3 separate regions of the Mus musculus genome follow, and regions 1 and 2 are each linked to region 3. A link is a contact called in public Hi-C and HiChIP or PLAC-seq data. All regions are on one chromosome and are shown on one strand. Each heading gives the region's core, a stretch centred on a gene start, on an enhancer-like site or on the middle of the called end of the contact. The rest is flanking DNA. Distances are from core to core; before and after follow the strand shown.

Region 1 (4,262 bases), core at 214-2,713, 770 kb before region 3:
GAGTGTGTGTGTGAGTGTGTGTGTGTGAGTGTGAGTGTGTGTGTGTGTGTGTGTGTGTGTGTGTGTGTGTTTGAGGTTCCAGCATTCACATGCGTGTACACCAAGTAAGTCATTGAAAGATGTCGGATGCCCTGATCTACCATGCTTTATCACCTTCTTCTGAGGCAGGCATTGCCACAGAGCCTGGAGCTGGCCACTTTTCAGGTAGGCTGGTTCCCGGTGCTGCTCCAGACCTGAGAGTCCACAGTCAGCTTTTTCCTTGGGTGTTTGTTGGGCATCTGAACTCGGCTCCTCATATCTGCACAGCAAGCACTGTTAACCAATGATCACCTCCACGCCCCCAATTTCAATCTTTTACAAAGGCAGCCTGGGATCAAGTAGTCTTAAGTTTGTTTGTTTTTTTTAAGGTGGTTATTAGCAATAATATGAAAATATCCTATTCTTTACCAGGGGGTTAAATGACAGATTTTTAAAATTGAAAAATTTTTGATAATTTCATACATGTATTCTTATTTACCACATTTCACCACTTCCTCTTGCCTCTCCAACTCCTTCCATGCCATCTTCACTCCCTCTCAAGTTCATACCCCCTGCCCCGGTTGTTACTGCTCCTTGACTATACATAAACACACATATACCCCACGGAGCCCATTTAGTCTTGCTTGTATGCATATGTGTTAAGGGCTGAACACTTGGGCTTGGATAACTTATTAAAGGGCTTGACCCATAGAGAAAGCTAAACTCCCCCCCCCCCTCAGAAGCCATTGTTTGCCCATAGTTGACACGGCAGATTTTTAAGAGCAATCTGAGCATTCAGAAGCAATTGAGCTGAGAATAAAAGAAAAGGAGTGAGCTGGTTGTTAGAAAATGCAGGGGAAGTCCAAGTGCAAGAAGATCCGACTAAAGTAGCCCTAAGGTCAACACATGAGGCAATGGCACAGCCTTAATAAGAGGTGGTTTGTCTTCACCCGAGTCCGAGTCAGCAGTTACAAGAAGTTAAAGGGAAGGAAAAGAACAAACACAAGAGGTTAAAACTTCTAGGGAATTTTAAGATTAGGCTGCTGTTCTTGGCTTACAGATCTGCAAGCAGGATCTCACTTGGCAGAGAGGGAAGATTGCCCAGAAGACTAATCAAATGGGAGTTTTATTGAAGTGAAATTCAGAAAGCATGAGCCAATCATTTTCTTTTAAAAAAGTATTTGAACCAGTGCCTTTAAGTATGTTCACAGTGTTAGACAACCATTGCTACTCTGATGTCAGACCCTTGCTGTCAACTTGAAAGAATCGTATGCTCAGAGGGCCCAGGTTAGTGACAGCCCTGTAACTTTTCCCTCTAAACTCTTTCAGACTAATAAAGGCATCACGCTTTCTAAGCCAAGAAAGGACAGCCTGGTTTCCTGTTAGCCCAGTTCTGCTCTCTCAGGGGGGAGGGCCCTCTCCCCAGGGCCTTTCTTCTTTGTTTCTCAAGCACTGGAGGGCTTTGGAGGCATGCCTGTGAGCAATGAGACATAACTGAACTGGGACCTCACAGGTGTTGGTGTCTTTCAGAGAGCCTGCTGGGACTTCCTGGTGCAGTCTTTGAAACTGAAAGAGGAGTTGGTTCCAGCTTTTCCGTGAATAATGCTGACTTCTAGAAGGAACTGGGAGTGGACTCCAGTCAAGGCAATTCTCTCAAGCAGTACATGTAGATTACTGAGAGCCCAGGTGCCAATCTGGTCTTGGGAAAAGCTCTGGAGTTTGGGGACCAGGAAGGTGGCACTAAGGAACAAGCCTTTGGCTGAGGCTCTGCGCAGAGGCCCAGGACAGGCTTTGGGAAAGGAGCAGCCTTCCTAACTCAACTCTGGGAGACTGGCTTTCCTGAGACTACACCATCACTATCACCACCTCCACCACCTCCACCACCACCACCCACCACCACCACCACCACCACCACCACCCACCACCACCACCACCACCACCACCACCACCACCACCACCACCACCACCCACCACCACCACCACCACCACCACCACCACCACCACCACCCACCACCACCACCACCACCACCACCACCACCAACCACCACCACCACCACCACCACCACCACCACCACCCACCACCACCACCACCACCACCAACCACCACCACCACCCACCACCACCACCACCACCACCCACCACCACCACCACCACCACCACCACCAACCACCACCACCACCCACCACCACCACCAACAACAACAACCACCACCACCCACCACCACCACCAACAACCACCACCACCACCACCACCACTAGCACCACCACCACCACTAGCACCACCACCACCAACAACAACTACCACCACCACCACCCCTTGACCAGCACCACCACAACCACCACCAGCATCAGCATCACCACCAACAGCAACACTAGCACCACCAACAGCAGCAGCACCATACCACCATTTTCAGAAATTGTAGAGTGGCCATCGACGGGGTTTATTTGCAGCTGGAGACATGGGAAGAAGGGTAACTTCTTCCCTAATGTATACATCACTATATACAAGTGGTTCTATCTTTTGAAGTGTAAACACTATTCTTTTGGTCTTGGGAGTGTTGGTTGAGCCTTAAAAACGTCAGGTTTTGCCAGATTCTTAAGCAGACTTTTAACATTGGCTGCTGGGGAAGAAAAACAACAACAAAAACTCCACGCACTGTAAATTGATGCCCCATTCTTGTCTCACCCAATGAGGAGTACTTGTCTCTAGGCACCTGTCTACCTTAAACACAACTGGGCTCACACAGGATGTTGTGGTAGGAACCTACTTTCTGTGCATATTATCAGAAAAGAACCCATAGTAAAAACTGCCCATTTGCTCACATATGCTATAGGTTAAACACAGGTTGAAGTTCAAAAGGAAGATTAAGGGTTAAAATTGCAGAATCAGAAGCACTGTGGAAAATGGGTAAGAAGCTGTTAGCTGGCATGAGGTAGCCACACCAGACAGATAGCAGGAGGAACTGTGCTCTGGGCCAATGATAGTAGACTGTCATCTCCGCCCCTGGGAGTCCGAGAGAAACATATGCGCTATTGGCCTTTCACATGCCCTTGCTTCTAAGGCAGCTCATTGCAACAGACTTAATTGTATGGAAGGAAGGCTCCTACAAAGCTTCCACATAGAAGCCCACCCCAGATGACACTCTAGGCAAAAAGCTGAAGAAACCAACAAAGCCATCAGCTATATCTTGGTGGTTGTGACAGATACCTGTCATAGTAAAGATACAAGTTGTCCCTGGAAGCCTTAGACCACACAGAACTTAGTGTAATTAACAGCACTTGATCTACACACTAATGAATGCCAAATGATTGTTGTATTAGTCAGGACTCTCTAGAGTCACAGAATGGATGAAATGTCTCTCTATATTGAGGGAATTTATTGTGATGACTTATAGTCTGTAGTCCAACTAACCCAACAAATGGCCAGCTGTGAATGGGAAGTCCAAGAATCTAGTAGTTGCTCAGTCCCATGAGGCTAGTTGTTTAGGCTGGTCTTCTGTAGAAATAAGTTCCTACAGATGGGCTGGCAAGTAAGTGCAAGCAGTCAAAGAAGAGTGACTCTTCCTTCTTCCAATGTCCTTATGTAGGCCTCCAGCAGAAGGTGTGGCCCAGATTTAAGATGCGTACTACCACGTATGGATCTGGGACTTGCTTTGTCCCAGGCTGACCTTGAACTCAGAGATCTCCTTACCTCAGTCTCCTGGGATTAAAGTCATGTACTACCTTGCCTTGACCTAAGCTTCCCCTGGCCACTATGCCTTAAGATTTCCATGCCAAGATCCAGGTGAGAAACTTGTGTCTTCCAGCCTCAAAATCTGGATCACAGGTGTGCCTTCCAATTCTGGATGGCAGTTCATTCCAGATGTAGTCAAGTTGACATCCAGGAATAGCCATTACAATAGACCAGATCAAGACTAACAAAGCCAGAGTCAGAGTTGGAGGAAAGAGGTGCTTCCATCCCTCCTAACTGGGTGAGCTGCACATGAACATTGCACCACCTGTTCGCTCCAGGGAGACAGGCACCGAGTGTGGGGGCCCTTCATTGGTGCCAACCACCACAGCCCAAAGATTAGCTAATCTCAATTGTAGTCACTTCATTTTCTAAGCTCACCTACAAATAGAACCATAAAACTTCTCATTCCCTTGGGAACCCTTCCCCACTGCAGGAATTTTCTCATTTTCCCTCATATTCTGTAATAATTCATAACATCCGGTTCTGCTTTGCATACTCCCGTGAGAATCCAC
Region 2 (4,101 bases), core at 1,591-4,090, 650 kb before region 3:
AGATAATAGTTGTGCCCTGGGGCATAATATCTACCTAAGGAATTGAGAGACAATAGATAGACATATGTCCAATATATTAACAAGGGTGGTTGGCCAATGTAAACAAAGTCCAAATGAGAGGGAAGTGAAATGCTGCTTTGTTCTGAATGTGGGCTGTTTACTGTATATCTCTCCGTTGCCTTAATTTCTTCACGTGTAAAATTGAGATGTTCTCAACATAGATCTATATGCTTTCACACAAGAGGTCACAATACTTACTGAGTATCACTTATGTATTTAGGTACTATGGCTTCAGGCTTTTCATGCCACGGGACAGCCAGACTACAAAGGTTTGTTTGAGCCCCACTGATGTCTGATGAGATGCGGAGAGAACACACGGGTTGACTGATATCCCAATGATAAGAGTTGCTTAGGCAGAGATGGTAAGATATTACCTAGTCTGTGACGTGGATGAGCTCATCGTGTATGTGAGCCTTGAGTTAAGTGGATGCCTAGGGAAGTGCTCAGTAACAGCTAGCATTGAGAACATTTTAATCAATTATATTATCATTATTTGACTGGGAGAATTATCATAGGCTCGGCAGGGTAGGCCATGTTTACAACTGGTTTTAGGGGTGTAGGCTTTGACACAAGGAATGGGGCAGAAGGACACTCTAGACTATGGGTACAGTAAGATCTAATGTTCTTTGGGAGCAGGGAGGTAACCTGGACATTTATCTAAGGCTTTTCGGGAATCACAAGAGAGAGGGCTTGCTGGCGAGATGGTAAAATTTGCCTGCTCTCTGCCTGTGGGTACTGTCAGCATTGGCAGTTTCATTACAGAAAGGGAGCCTTTCTCAGCTTTCTGTTTAGGGGGCTGGTCTGTCTTCACTTGCTGCCAGGTTCTTCTGCTGATATCTTCATATCCAAGTCCGTGTGAGCAGGCACCCTGTTCAGCTGGTGACAGCCAGGACAGAGGAAAAAACAAACAAACAAACAAACAATATCTTCATGACTAGGAGTCCCCACTCAAAACTCCTCAGCTTTCCGTCTCGACTCCCTGTTTCCCCTCACGACAGCCTGTGGCTTGGTGCTCATGTATCCAAAGGAAAGAAAAGATAGAAAGGGAGTAGCACAAAGTCCCCTGCAAGGCATGTGCCTTTCTGTTCCTGCTCTTCTTTCCTTTGTATTCACTGCTGATACTTCACTTATGAGCCCAAAGGGCAAAGCTGACCTAACCTCTCTCCGAGGCCAGACACTCCTGGGTAAGCAAAAACAGAGGGGCTTCTGGAGAGGAAATGAAAGAAGACAGATGTGGTTTTCTCTTAAGACTTTCAACTGTGAGCTGTGGGGGAGACTCATTTTGAAATAGAAAGCAGGGCTTGATTGTGTGATGTCAATACAAGCGTTTGGAATCCCTCCGTAAGAGAGGAGGGAGATGAATAGGGGTTCTCCACCTACCCTGCTGGAATCCTTGGCTGAGAAGCTGGCATCATGGGTGAAAAGCACAAGAAAAAGGAACCAGATCCCCTGGGGCTTCTGGTCTAGTGTTTTCCAAAGGGCAAGGGCCACATGATGTTAGAGCACATGGGGGCACCTCAGTGTGGGACTCTCCTTAAGGCCTCTGGATCCTATGCTGGCCTGGAACTCATGAATTTCAGACTGGCCCTGATACATGGTGATCCTCCTGCTTCAAACTTCCCATGTGCTAGGATTATAGGTGTAAGCCCCTGTAACTAATTTAAGAGTAACTTCATGGTAGTAAAATAAATCATTTTCCAAGGTTGACTACGCACTGAATAGAATAATACCCCGAGGCTCTCTGATAATAAAGGCTAACATTTATAAAAGCCAATGCTCATATGTTGTAGCCTTGAAATTATTATCTCATTTAATCTTTGCATAGCCTCAGGATGTCAATGCTATTATAATTATTAGAGTCATAACACCAAGTTTGTCCTACATGGGGCTTGCCTGGATGATTGCGTCCACTGACTTACAGACCAGATGTCAGACTTGTCTCCCGGATCCCCAGCTTGCCAACTGCATATGTTGGGACTTGTCATTTTCCATAATCACATGAGTCTTATAATACATCTATTTCTGTACATATATGTAGATACATGTAGAGGGAATGAGGTCTTTGTGGTCACAGAGACACCCTAGGGAAAACATGAATGTTAAGCACGTGGGCTTGTCTCTTCAATGGAAGGGATGTATATACCCGTTTCCCACCCAAAAGCTGGGGGTGGATGGCTTTATTAGCCTGGTGATCTGTGTTATCCTTAGGACCAAGCCTCACCCTCATCCTGGAGACCATGACATTGACTCCAGACTCTCTCTAGACTTTTATCCTTAGCTTTGTTTCTCAGTCAATAGAACCCAACCTTACAGGAGATGTCACAAGTGGTACTCTATAGCTGGGAACCTCTATGCTATCTTCATGAGCAAGGAAGGCTACCCCAGATCGTAAGCCCTTAAGCTACAGAGCCCACCTTCGTGGTAGAGGCCATGTGCACTTTGCAAAAGAGTTTTAATGCAGTCACTTCTTGGGCTTTATTGTGCACAAGGGGTTGAAATCATTCTTATGAGGAAACTTTTTCCCAAGACTGTAATGTACTTAAACATGTCTAAAATAAACTCTTGGAAAAAAAAAGAGTTTGAACCAACACTAGCTAACCAGGTAGTGGTGAACCAAACTTCCTTTTTGCCTCAATTGGCTCACTCCTCTGCTGGCTGTGGAGCTTGCAGGGATCCCCCCATAAAAACTTCTTGGAAGGGGTGACGCAAGATGTCCTGTTTAGGACCGAGCACTAAACAGCCGCTTATTCTCAACTCTCTGACCAGCTCTGAGCTTATGTAGTAATCAGTTCTCACTGCAAGAGGAAGCCTCTCTGAGCCAAGCCCAGGGCAGCACTAATCTCTGGGCATAACCAGAACTATTAAGATAGTTGCACAGACATAGCATATCAATTTAACATAACAAGAGCACTAGCTTCCACATCAGGGCCTATGACCTCTACAGCTGTGATTTTTTAACCAGGTTTGCAACACCAGGCATGAATCCCCTCCAGTGGATTGGGCCTCAAGCCCAATCAGACAGTGATCAGTTGCCCTACAAACAGTTACAGCTATGCTAGTGGCCAGCTGACACACACATTCTAACATGCAGGGCTTGCAGTCATGTTATGTCTCCCCACAACCCCCAGCTTCCTAGCATCTCCCAGAACTATAAAAGCTAGCTAGTAGGGGAAGAAGTTTCCAGCCTGGCTCCAGTTTGATTTCCTAATGTCCCATAACCAAACAAGGTTGATGTCTTCAGTAATATGGTTTTATTGTCTGGTTCTGGTGGGCAATAACAACAACAACAACAACTACAACTACTACAACAACAAAACCCCCAATAACAATAAACTGTATTATTTTGGGGACATGGGGGACTTCAAATGGCCATACACTCACAAGGAATATCTCATGTCTGACTTTGGAGTTTTAACTTAAAGACTTGATTCTGGGAGCCACATTAGCCACATGTTCAGGACACCTCCATTGAAACATTCTTTTCTTGTAAATTATACGTGCAGTTAGCTTATGTGGCAAGGAGTTTCTGTATGGCCGTTCCATATCTCTTAGTTTCAGTTAACTCTCCCATTTTCTAGTACACTCAGCCCATTCCTGTTTAAACTGGTCCATCCCCAGCTGGTTTGGTTCTACCACTGCATTTTCAGGTCTTGAGCATTTTACTCTTTAAGACACCCCCCCCCACAGTTCATTTCTGGCTTCCTAGCCTCTACAAAAATCACCCCAACTTAAACATACAGAAACGGAAACATTCTAAGTGAGGACTCCCATATTGAGAAGATGCAGTGCTTGTGTTTCCTGACCTGGGAACACCCCACTGAGTCTATTTTCCAGTTTCAACCATTCTCCTGAAAATTTTGTAATTCTGTTTTTCTTTATGTGTATGCAGTATATTCTAATTATACATTCATAAGTTGATGGATACCTAGGGTGGTTCTACTTCCTAGCTACACTGTAAAGAAGAACGGTGCGATGGATTCTCAGGCAGCCCTATCATGGGAGATCATCTCCTTACATGGCTAGGAGTGGTATAGCTGGGTA
Region 3 (4,202 bases), core at 280-2,779:
TTGTTTTTATGTTGCAGGTAAACTAAAAGATCTTGGCAACTTGGTTCTGCGACCTTTTGGGCTCTCCACAGAAAATTTCCAGATCAAGCAGGATTCTTCTACTGGCTCCTACTCCATCAATTTTGTTCAAAATCCGAATAATAATAGATAACAGAAATAACAGTCTTAAAGGCTGACTGGGAGGCCATGAACTGTTCACAAGGAGCACGGCTCTGCAGGCGTTGAATATTTAAAAGCATCTATCTAAGAAAGGCTGTGTAGTAGAACCAGAGGCGCCTTCTTGCTCTTGTTTTATGATCAGGGTGGAATGTGCCTCCTGATGTATGAGCCTCATTAATTTCCATTTTAAGGTGGTGTCTGTGCAGCCGTGTCCCTGGTTCTGGCTGTTTTCTGTCTGGTGGAGAAGCCTGCTTGTCAAAGCTGACCTCTTAGAGCCGCACAGATGTGCTAGCCACCAAAAACCTCCTGTAACCATGCAAGCCTGTAGTTGAGTGATGACCATACATATGGACAGGGTCCCCTCCTGCTGTCCCTCCCTGCTCACACTTGCTCAGATGCTGCAGTGCAGGGGCTTCAGCATTCTTGAGTTCCTCCGTGTTAATAAAAACATCCTGTGACAGTTGGGGACTATGTTGTTAATTTTGTCCCCTTAACAGCAGCTGAAGCAGATTCTATATGACATTTGGAACCAGTTCTGGTTTCCATCGAGGTCACTGATTCTGAAGCCCACAAAGCTAAAGTTTTTGCTGCTTGACTCTCCCTTGAATAACCGATCAGTGTGCCAGAATTGAAGACTCCTGCTTCACAGGGCAGCTGAGTCAGTCTCCAGTTTTGTGAAATTAGCGGTTCTGACCAAGCATCAGTGCTAATCTCAGCTTAAAATGCCATCATTCAGAATGGTTTGTCTCCAAACAGCCTGTCTGTGTAGGCTGCATGAAGGCACAAGTTTCCAGGAGAGGTTTTTGTTTACCTAGGTATCTGTTGATGCTAGTTTTCAGTCAGTGTCAGTGACATGTGTGCCTTATTTTGCAGATGAGCTGCCATGTTATTTTGTGAGCTGTGTGTGACAACTGTTCTAGAACTTATGTGCGTCAATATCGAGTAGCTTTTGGCCAAAGTTTCTGTACAACTTGTGTGATTTTTTTTTCTATACATATGCTTTTCAGGGAAACTAGATGCCAGATTTAACATGTAATCAGCAAATCTGAGTGTTGTAGCTAATACCTGTAAACCCCAGCACTTAGGAGGCCACAAGCTCCAAACTGATTAACTCTCAGCCTGGAAGACAGGCTTGGCCAATCAGTCACCGCTGCACACCTTCCCCTCCCTAAGTCCCTACAACATAGACCCTCAAGTTCTATGTGTAAGTGTATGCTTGTGTGAGTTTATATTACACCATGTGCACACAGAGACCAGAAACTGGAGTCACAGTTGGGAGCCACCATGTGGTTGCTAGTAACCAAACTTGGATCCTCTGCAAGGGCAATATGCACTTTTAATTGATGAGTCATCTCTAGCCCTTTCTGAAAGATTTCTGGCCCAAAGAACAGGAAATGATATTCTAGTTACATTTCCTGATAGGCATTGCTGCAGGGTATAGAGCTATTGCTTTTGTGTATGCGTTTGTACATCCAAGAATTTGGAGGCCAGAAGTTGCCGTCAGCTATCTTCCTCAATCACTACATAGTTCTTACTGATTTACAACCCAGTAGACCATGTCTCCGAGAGATTTACCTGCCTGCGCCTCATGCACACTAGGTACTTAACGAACCATCTCCCGAGTGTTGGAGGTTTCGAAACCCTCTCCCTTCCTCCAGCCCACAAACTGTTAGAGAATGTGAAGGGAAGCCAGCATTGCATGGGCCTGCAGAAAGGAAAGGGGGAGCCATGTGGCTGCTCAGACATCCATAAGCCAGCCCCCAGATCTAAGATTTTCAAAATGTTTAGCAATAGCAAAATCGTAAAATGGAACAGGTATGTAGAGAGCTGTGTCATGGTGCTCTACTACTTATTTCTGATTTGAAAAATCCTCTGATTTCTTCCCTTAACCCTGAGTTTACTTCTTTGGGAATGCTGGGGATTGAGAGCTACAGCCTAGACCCCAGAGTTTCAATAAGGCAGGTAGGTAGGTAGGTAGGTGGGTGGGTGGGTGGGTGGGTGCACACCTGTGTGGGGTTTTTTTTTTTATTATTTCTATTTTATCTTTTTTTTTTTTTTTGAGGCAGGGTCAGTTATAACCAGGCTGGCCTCCTAATCCTGCCTCCACCTCCCAAAGTACATTACAGGCATGTAATGTACAGCTCACCCAATGACATGTATTTTAGTTCCAGCAATATTGCAGAAGGTAAAAACAATTTTCAGCCTCCTTTTAGAATTGTTTTGAAAAAAACCAACACAGTGGCACACGCCTGTAGTAACCAAACTCTTGAGAAGGGACGACAGAGACCGTTGTTAACTAGTCTCAAGAAATAAAACTCTGAGGAGAGACATTCTCTACAGTAAGCTAAGAATGGGGCTACTGCTCAGTGATAAGAGTATATGCCTCAAACTGTTAGAGAATGTGAAGGGAAGCCAGCATCGCGTGGACCAGCACTGCATAGACCAGAAAGGAAACGGGGAGACATGTGTGAGCCATCGATTTGACTCCTAGCACTGGAGCAGGCAGGGTGTGATCTGTCATTTCCTGCACTATGGTTCCTAGATTGTTAGCACCGGGAGATTCCACAAGAGATACTAACAATGTGAACCCAAAGGCCTTCAGAGTCTGTGTCCATTAAGTGCCTATTTGGGTTTGTTTTTAAGATTTTATGAGTACTCTGTAGCTGTCTTTAGACACACCAGATGAGGGCATCAGATTCCATTACAGATGGTTGTGATACATCATGTGGTTGCTGGGATTGAACTCAGAACCTCTGGGAAAGCAGTTAGTGCTCTTAAACACGGAGCCATCTCTCCAGCCCCTGGTTTTGTTTTTAAGATTTATTTTTATTTGTTTAATATATATGAGTACTTTATCTGCATGTACAGATTAAAGCCGCCTGCCTCTGCCTGCCTCCACCTTCCAAAAGCTAAGATTTATAAAAGTGCCACTAAAAACCTAGAAAGTAGTCCTGGTATCAGTCTAGAGGGCTTGTATATTTTTTTTTCACACTCCACAGATATTAATGGGAGGCAGTGAAAGGACAGTGGATTGATTTTTTCCTATGTATGGCCAGGAAAGGACTTGGCTGTGAGTTCAAGGCCAACCTGCTCTACATAATGAACTCCTGGCCAATCACAGCTCCATACCTTATTAATGAATGGATGGATGGCTTGACTGCCACACCAATGCATTGCTGGGCCAAGTGTAATTCTGGCAAATGTGAAGGGCTCCACTAGGATTGCTCAGCAATGAGAATCCAGCAGTTATATGCATGAACTCATAGATTCTGTTACGAGGTTACTTGAAGCTACTCTGCTTTGTCTTAGTCACATAGAACATCCTCAGTTGTTTCACATCTTGGTTATCTATAAGTTTCTTGAGACTTTCAGAAGTTCCTATCCTGCAATTTCAGTGTCTCCATCCCTCTGGCTGTATTTCCTGTATCTGCATCCACACCATATGGTGACTTTCACCTGGGTGGTTTTCCATTGGTGGAGTGTCTCCAGAGGCTTGGCCATACGTAGGGCTATTATACAGTAAATTCATACCCTTGTGATTCTGTATCCCATTCATTATAGATTACTTTACTTACATTGTAGATTACACCACTCTTACATTCACCTTCCACTCTTAGAATCCTGCCTGCCTATATTCTGTGCTAGGTATTTAACTCAGGCCTTGGACATATTACGCAAGGCCCTACCACTGAGTTATATTCCTAAGGCCCTTGTGTCTTGGGCAGCTTAGACTTCAATAGCCCAGGCTATCAATGTGTGATCTTCCAGTTGCAGCCTCAGTTGACAGACCTGAACCACCAGGCAGGGTTCAGATGTTTCCTCTTTCTGCATGTGCCTATTTTCACAGCACTGCTGCCAGTTAGGCTGATGGTGCTAGTATTGTTAGCCAGTACTTGTACTTCATCCGGTCTCTCCAAAGTCCCACACAACTGTGCTTCTAAGTGAACATTACACTATGTCCAGATACAGAAGTAAGTCAGCTGCTAAGCCTGCCTAGTGGCTCATGTTACAGTAGTGGGCACGCATTTCAGCTTGGGCAGAAT

What was found. A called contact is a pair of places that touch in the nucleus more often than the background predicts. HiChIP or PLAC-seq counts read pairs in DNA pulled down with a chosen protein or histone mark.
Region 1: a Hi-C map of bone marrow-derived macrophages shows a contact between it and region 3, with 15 read pairs. The contact joins two enhancer-like sites. A contact is called at or near these places in 1 of 484 Hi-C or Micro-C datasets (bone marrow-derived macrophages) and 1 of 115 datasets of contacts at active chromatin or transcription factors (bone marrow-derived dendritic cells).
Region 2: a contact with region 3 is called in an H3K27ac HiChIP or PLAC-seq map of acute myeloid leukemia, with 6 times the contacts expected there. The contact joins two enhancer-like sites. A contact is called at or near these places in 1 of 15 datasets of contacts at CTCF or cohesin (the NIH/3T3 cell line) and 2 of 115 datasets of contacts at active chromatin or transcription factors (the NIH/3T3 cell line and acute myeloid leukemia).

What each region holds. Positions count from the first base shown.
Region 1 is chr11:44,493,607-44,497,868 of GRCm38.p6, reverse strand. No RefSeq gene overlaps it. Among named protein-coding and RNA genes, the nearest start is that of Rnf145, 23 kb to the left of the region's middle. Within about 2 kb of position 1,463, at least 110 of the 459 cell types and tissues checked have an H3K27ac peak or open chromatin away from gene starts, as enhancers often do. A contact at or near this core is called in bone marrow-derived macrophages, where this site is marked.
Region 2 is chr11:44,379,605-44,383,705 of GRCm38.p6, reverse strand. No RefSeq gene overlaps it. Among named protein-coding and RNA genes, the nearest start is that of Il12b, 18 kb to the left of the region's middle. Within about 2 kb of position 2,840, at least 10 of the 459 cell types and tissues checked have an H3K27ac peak or open chromatin away from gene starts, as enhancers often do. A contact at or near this core is called in acute myeloid leukemia, where this site is marked.
Region 3 is chr11:43,726,423-43,730,624 of GRCm38.p6, reverse strand. Ttc1 (tetratricopeptide repeat domain 1) reads left to right here. Exons shown (of 8, transcript NM_133795.2): 8 at 18-619. The coding sequence ends at 151. Among named protein-coding and RNA genes, the nearest start is that of Ttc1, 19 kb to the left of the region's middle. Within about 2 kb of position 1,529, at least 58 of the 459 cell types and tissues checked have an H3K27ac peak or open chromatin away from gene starts, as enhancers often do. A contact at or near this core is called in acute myeloid leukemia and bone marrow-derived macrophages, where this site is marked.